2 separate regions of the Rattus norvegicus genome follow, and region 1 is linked to region 2. A link is a contact called in public Hi-C data. All regions are on one chromosome and are shown on one strand. Each heading gives the region's core, a stretch centred on a gene start, on an enhancer-like site or on the middle of the called end of the contact. The rest is flanking DNA. Distances are from core to core; before and after follow the strand shown. Region 1 holds the start of Gse1 (Gse1 coiled-coil protein). Region 2 has its middle 50 kb from the start of Gse1.

What was found. A called contact is a pair of places that touch in the nucleus more often than the background predicts.
Region 1: a Hi-C map of liver shows a contact between it and region 2, with 5 times the contacts expected there. The contact joins the promoter of Gse1 here to the enhancer-like site in region 2. A contact is called at or near these places in 6 of 12 Hi-C or Micro-C datasets (Schwann cells, frontal cortex, kidney and 2 more) and 1 of 1 datasets of contacts at active chromatin or transcription factors (oligodendrocytes).

What each region holds. Positions count from the first base shown.
Region 1 is chr19:65,492,581-65,495,996 of GRCr8, forward strand. It overlaps Gse1 (Gse1 coiled-coil protein), which reads left to right and starts at 2,080. Exons shown (of 16, transcript NM_001427026.1): 1 at 2,080-2,150. The coding sequence starts at 2,144.
Region 2 is chr19:65,442,742-65,446,321 of GRCr8, forward strand. It overlaps a transcript of Gse1 not described here. Among named protein-coding and RNA genes, the nearest start is that of Gse1, 50 kb to the right of the region's middle. Within about 2 kb of position 2,155, at least 54 of the 93 cell types and tissues checked have an H3K27ac peak or open chromatin away from gene starts, as enhancers often do. A contact at or near this core is called in Schwann cells and liver, where this site is marked.

The DNA of each region.
Region 1 (3,416 bases), core at 830-3,329, 50 kb after region 2:
TTGGTGGTAACTCCTAGTGGTCACTCACAATTCTATAGGATGGCCAGGCAGGTTCTCAGCAAGCAGGTGACCGAACTTGGCCTCCTAGACACCCCTAGGGAGAAAGGTGCGACAAGATTTGGAGGAAGAGCCGGGTGTTGTTACCTGGGGAACCTAGCCCGCAGGCAGCGCAGCCAGGTGCGAGCTGCTCATTTACATGTTGTCCCCTCCCCTCCCCCAGCCAGTAATCCAGGTGGGAAAGGGGTTGGACTAGCCCGGGAGGTTTTTCATTTTGTTTTTACGGCTCGAGGCCAGTTGTTTCTTTCTCCTGACACCTCCCAGTCCCCCCTCCCCCTCCTGCGTACGATTCCCAGCGGGTGAAGGCGCCTCCCCCCGCCCCCACTCCCGGGGAGCCGGGTGCATCCCGGAGGTCGCGAGCGTCGTAAACTTGCATAGGCCACGCTGCCGGGGGCGACGCGAACTAACGCGTGGACCAAAGGCCGCTTGGAACGTGTGTAGGGCCAGGGACCCGGTGGCCGCAGGTAGGAGCAGCAACTCAGCCTGCCCTTGCCCGCCCGTTTCCCTTGTCGTTTGTGGTCGGCCAGGGGCTTGTGCAAGACTGGCCCGGCGTGCGCCCCCGCCCCGCGGCATCGGCGGCTTCTGCTGGCGCGGGCCCCGAGCGCTGCCCGCCGCCGGCGTCATCGAGAACAGATGGACGGGGGGTGCTGGCGCCCGCGCTCGCTCCCTGCGCTGTCCCGGCTGGCGCGGGAGGGAGGAAGGCGGGGGAGGCAGCGCGCGCCTGCCGAGCACTGCGCGGGCATGTCCCGGGGCAGGTTTGGGGCTGGCACCGCCGTGGAAAGTTGAAACCCGCAGCGGCGCTGAGGTGCTCCCCCCGGGGAGGTGCAGTGGCCTCCAGGCTCGAAAGTATGAAAGCGGAGGATCATTAGAGAGCAGTGTAGAGAGGGCGGGCGGGGGAGACCCCGGGACCTCGCGACGACCTTGCCATCTCTCTGGCTGCTCCTTGCGCGCTTGGTCCGGCCGAGGGACCCAGCCGGGCTTGTCCTATAACCCCGCGCCTCCCGGGTGGTGGGAAGGGGACGTCCTGGGGACCGGTCGCGTTGGGGGCGGGGACGCTGGGGCCCAGTCCCTCTCCGCGCCGCCTGTGGGTGCCGAAGAATTTCAGGACGCTCCCTGAGTCATCCCGGTGAAGTGCCTGGGTGAGGTAGGGTGGGTGGGGGCATCAAGAATGGGAAGGCGGTGCGCTGGGGCCGGTGGCGCGGTGGGTTGTGCCAGTTTCTGGAGGCGGCGGCAGCGGCCTCGCCTCTGACCGCAACCCCAGCTACTTAATGATGCCCCTGGCGCAGCGGCGCCTCCGTGGACTTAAGCTTCTCGAACATGGGCTCTTTAAAGAACTCGACCCCCCCCCCCCCCGTGTGGCCTTCACAAAAATTTCTTAAAGATGGAGACTTTGCAAAACTTTGGGTCAGAGGCTCGTGGCCCCAGCTCTTAACATTAAATCCTTTAAAGTTGCGGTAATAGATCAGGCATCTTGGAGAGCGAGGGAGGCCAGCGGCCTATATTGTGTAGTCCCCTCCACTCAGCACAAGGAAAGTCCTCCTGAGCGCTGGGTTTATCCCTCCCCTCTCTTAGTGGGTGGCCAGGTGCCAGGCACTGTTCCAGGCGCTTGGGGAGGCGGCTTTGAGGCTCAGATATGGCAGGCGGAGAGGAGTGTTGTAAGCCACTCCTCTCTACTCTTGGGAGATGAGTGGCCCGCGAAGCCTCGAAGAGGTCCCCCTCGACTGTCCAGCCCGGGTCGCCAGGAGCGCGGGGGCGGCACCTACCCGGCGGGCTGTGACCGCGCTGGGTGCTCCGGGCGGTCCGTCGGTGCGCGCGCGTGCGCTTGCGGCTGAAACCCGACACCTCCCGCCGGCTGAGGTCAGGGCGCCGGGAGCGAGCCGGGGCCGGGGAGTGGGCGGCGTTGCGCTTGGGTGTGTCCTCAGCGGCGACAGCAGCAGGTGTTTCTTGGCCCAGGCCCCGGAAGCTCCACCTCCCCGAGCGGCCGAGCCGCCGCCGCACAGCCCCGGGTGAGATAAGCAGTTCAGACAAACCCGGGCGACGGTGGCTCCGGCATGTGTCAGGCGCGGCGGAGCAGCGGGGCCCTGGCATGAAAGGTGAGCGCGCGGGTAGGGGGGTGACGGGGGTTCCCTCGCTCTTCCCCTACCCAAGTTTGTGGGCTCGGGAGGGGCGCCAACGGCCGGTGCCAGGTCCCGCGGGTGCGAGGTACGAGAAGCGCGGGGCGCGCGGCCGACCTGAAGCCACACTCGCGGCTGCGCGCGCGCGCTGGGCGCAGCGAGCTCTGCGACCGCGGAAGTGCGCGGGGAAGTGTGCGGGGGCGGCTCCGGGGCTCGGGGTTGAAGCAAAACTTTGGATGGGGCGGGGGTGCCCAGGCAGGTGGTTGGATCGGTGTGGGGGACGCCTTGCCTGGGATGGCAGTTCAGGGGGCCTCCGCGACCCCGCCCGGCCCTTCCCGCTCCGCCTGGATGCGCCTCCCCGCCCCCCGCGGCCGCGCTGACGGCGAGTGGCCCGCCCGAGTGGAGCCGATTCAATTATATTGCAGCACCAGAGACACCTCGTCGCCCGCCGCCTCTCCGGCAGGCTAATTAAATTCCCTTCTTGGAGGCGGAGCGGGAGCTGGGCTGCCCTCCCCGCTGCCCGCCTCTCCGAGCGCAGGGAGGTGGAGGGGGCCGCTTAGGACTGCGAGGAGCAGGCTAGGGGCCGCAGATCTGGGTATCGGAGCCCGGAGCGAGCGAGGGGCGCCCCCGCGCACCTGCCACTCGTGGTGGGGGTGCCAGCTCGAGTTGGGTCGGTTTGGTGCTTGCAAACCAGCCTTTGTCTCCATGCGTTTAAAGCACACTAAACCCTTGCTAGACCCCTGCAGTGTCTTATCTGTCGCGGTTGGGGCCCACACAGGTTGGGGTTTGAAAACAAAAAGCGGGACCACCAAATGGAGGGGGGGCAAAATACAAGATCCTTTTGTAAAGGGGGCCGGAACAAAAGGCGCAGCCTCACTCTAGGAGGGAGCATCGGGCCTAAGCCGATTTCCAGCAAAGGGGACAAAGGCAGGAGGTCTTGGCTGGGCGCTTGGCAGTGTCTCAGTCTCTTGCCTGAGACTGTTTTACCCCCTCTTCCCTAGGAAGACAGGGCCCCCCCTGGCGAGCAGCCTTCCCTGGGCGTCCGTGTTACTTAAGCTTGGCTACTTAAGTGTTGCTCAGCCTGTGTTTACAGCCGCCCCCACCCGCAGGCGGGGAACCTGAGGCGCAGGCTGTGTCTGACTCAGCCGCTCAGTCGCCCCGCCACAGGTGAGGGGGGCCGGGGCACAGGCTCCGACTGGCAGCGTGTGTCATCTGCTGTGCTGGGTGTCACGCCCCACCGGGTGG
Region 2 (3,580 bases), core at 905-3,404:
CCAGCTACCCTGTTCAGCCACATTAGGCAAAACAACTCAACCATTCAGGGAGAGCCAGCACTGAGCCGGCTGCTGGGGGTTGGGGGGTGGGAGTGCTTTGTGTTCTCAGATGTTTGGGCGACAGGTTTCTGGGGGGACTGTGGGGTGACCACTCTCCCTCAGTAGAATGGAGTGTTCCACCCTTCGGAGGTCCCAATCACCAGGACGTGTTACTACAGTACTCTGAGCCTCCAGACCCACGCAGGGCGAAGGACCAAAGCTATCACTAACATCACATAGCTAGCCTCCTTCCCCAGGGTGTGGCTCTGAGCAATTAGGGCTTGGCCTGCACGGTCCCCGATAATTGGATGCAGGCATTGGGATTCTTATTAGGAGAGAGGCTCTTCTTATTAGGAGGGAGGCTCAACGATAGAGGGATGGTTAAGTGGAGCTGGCCCATCATAATGGGGTCCTTTCTGCCTGTTCTTCCCACTGGTGGCCTCTTCACAAGCCAGGCCAAGGCCTCCCCTGCCTCAGTATAGGTCCCCAATAGTCCCGGAGTGGCTGGCACAGAAGCAAGGTAGTTTGGAATCCAGTCCAGGCAGCTTTCTCTACAGGTGGCTTCAAGGATGGCTCTTTTCAGGATGATTTCCCCTACTTAAGCAGGGGAAGGAAGGAGGGGTGCCCAGCCTATTGGGGGAGCATCCTCCCTCTGTACCCTGCCTGTGATTGGCCCATAATTACAGGTTTATTGCCTGTATAGCTATTGTGTAATGACATGTTTGCAAATTAATTTTTATGGCTCCTGCCATTAGCATATACAGTGGAGGAAGGTTTCGTATTAATTACTACTGTTGTTCCCGTAATCCCGGGGAATTAAAAACCAATAAAAGAGTGACAACACAAACTGATAGTTTAGGGTCTTTTAAAAATAGTTTTTATTCTTTTCCCCTAAGTACAACCAGTGCTTGTGAGGGGGCGGGGCACGGGGCGCGGGGGTGGGGGGGAATGTGTGAAGACCCTGGTCCCTCTTCTTTCATCTAGCCCACCAGGAAGAATGCAGGCAGGTGATGGATGCAATGACCTTAGACCCTCCAGTCCGGGCCTGTGTGTCCTCGCCTCACAGGCAGCCCCGGAAACAAAGGGCGGCAGCCTAGGGTCTGGCGCGACCTCTAGGGTCGCGCATAGCAAAGTGGCTAGAGGCCGGCAGCGGCCCCTTCCTGCAACTTGGGGCCCAGGCGCCCTCCCCGGGGCCGCGCGCGTCTGGTCTGCCGCAGAGGGGGTGCAACAAGGATAAGAAGGCTGGGCCCCCACCTCCCTCAAAGTGCCCTCCAGAGCTCTTCCCCTCCCCCTGGGGGGGGGCTTATTCTGCGAGTTACCTGAATTCACCGAGTTTATTCGGATCTCAAGGCCACTGGTTGTGGACCCCTGATGGGTGAGAAGGTTAGAGAGCCGTAGCAGCAACCCTAGCTAGGGGCGGCCGTGGTATCTACTGTGCGTACCTGCGGACTAGGACTTGATGATCTGGGGTCAAAAGGAGACCATTAGTGTCACGTAGTCCCAACCCCAGGTAGTCGCGCCACGGGAGTGGGGTGAGCTTCTGTAAAAGGGCTTGAAAAACAAACGGTCGCATCTCGATACTTGTTTTGCAGCGTGTGTTTAGTAGTAGGGGCTGGTGTGTGGGTAAATGGATGCTGTCTCTTTAAAATCGCTGGGCTGGACAATGAGCGCACAGGATGTGGTTTGGCGGCAGGGTTTTTTCCCCTTCGATTTGGGGAATTATCACTTGGGGCCTTCTTGAGCTGGTGTGAACGCGCAGCGGCTGGGGAGGGGAGATACAGGCGCCACACTAACGCTCAGTGCAGTCGGTCGTTTGCTTAAACCAAATTAGCCCGGCTCTCGTTACTATGGTGCAGCCGGGGCTTGCAGAGTCCCAGTAATAGCATTTATTAGGTCTGTTTGCCTGGAAGCATGCCTTCCCGGATCTGATAATGCCCGGGTGCAGGAGAGTGTGGGAGATGGTATCAAGCATTTGATTACACTTGCAACAGGGATTTTTAAGGGGTAGGGCGTGGGGGGGAGGAAAGGAAAGAGAGAGGCCAACCACTGGCCCTAGCTCTCCCGGGCGCGGTCTCTGCAGCCCGCTGCGGGCTGCACAAAGGGCGGCCCCGGCCTCCCCGGGGCACGGTCGCGGGGGGGAAGGTCGTGCTCCGGGCTCCCGCAGCTGTCAGACGTGGGTGGGGAGGAGCGAGGGCGGGCCAGCGGCCAGAGCGCAGAGTTGGGCAGCCAGAGGGGGGCCTGGCGGCGCCCGCAGCCGCCCACTGTTTGCAAACGGCCGGCTCCCGGGCAGAGGGGATCACCGTGCAGTCGGAAGCGGGAGCATCCGCCTGGAGCCCTGGGCACCGGGTCTGGTCCGTAAGGCTCTGAGGCAGCACACGGGCAGGTCGCAAGTGGGACTCTCTTCACCGCGGCGCTCAGCCGGGAGCTCCGGGAGGACGCGGCGCAGACGGAAGGAGCCGCCCGCCGCTGCGCCCCTTCCCTTTCGCTTTCATTAGGGGAGACAAATCTGCTGTCAGGCAGCCAGCTTTCCAATTTACCGATAATGATTCTTGCATGAAAATTGATCGAGGGGCTCTCCACCGCCGCGCGCTCTCGCCTCCCGCTCTCCTGCTCCTGCCGGCTGCGCCCCCGCGAGTTCCTCCTCCTCCTCTCCCTCCTCCCCACCCCCTCCGTCTGAGTCAGTGGTGGGACGCCGGGCGGGGAGATAACCAAAAAGGGGGGGGATGCTGGTAGTGAGGGGGGGAGGGGAGCCTGCCCTCACCAGCGAGTGTCCCTAGCCCAAGACTTGTTTGTCGCCGCCGCCTCTCCCATTGACGAGGCGAAATCTGCCCCCTCGGTACTTCTTGGCTGTTTGGGTATTAATTTTCTCCACCCCCAGCACCCCTGCTGAGCGCCCCCCTCCTCCTCTCCGCACCCCGCCCCTCCTCACCCAGTAGCTAAGGGGAAACGAAAACAAAGCCGATTTCTCCTTGGCAACCAGATGCCCCCTCCCGCCGCCCCCCTTCCTTTTCCCTTCTGGTTCTGAACGTGAAACCCTGTTGGAAACAGGTCTCTTGACCCTCGCCCTTGACATTCAAATGGCTGAATGGAGGCGAGATTGCTGTTCGCACGTCTTAGGGGGTGCTTTTTTTCTCTCCCCTTTCCTCTCTCTCTCTCTCCTGTCTCTTTTTCTTTCCAATGAGTAATCCCTAAAGACCTTAACCCCCCAATTTCATCACCCTCACCGCCCCCCTTTATTTTTCTCTCTCCTCTTCTGCTCTCCCGCCCTCTTCCCTCCGCCAGCTCCCCCTCCTTTTTTTTTTTTTTTAATTTGCATCTCAAGTCCAAAAGGCAGAAAATACACACGCGGCGAAGACGCCGGGCCGCCGTGGAGGCTCCGGCCCTTCCTTGGTCAATTACCTCACTGTGGATCTGCTCTGGCCGAGGTGGCCGAACCTGCCCGGGCGCTGGACGGAAAGGCAGCCTTTGATCATCTTGGAGAAGGAAAAGGAAAAAACACAAACTGGTTTCTACCCACGGCGCTCCGGGGATCGCTCTTCTG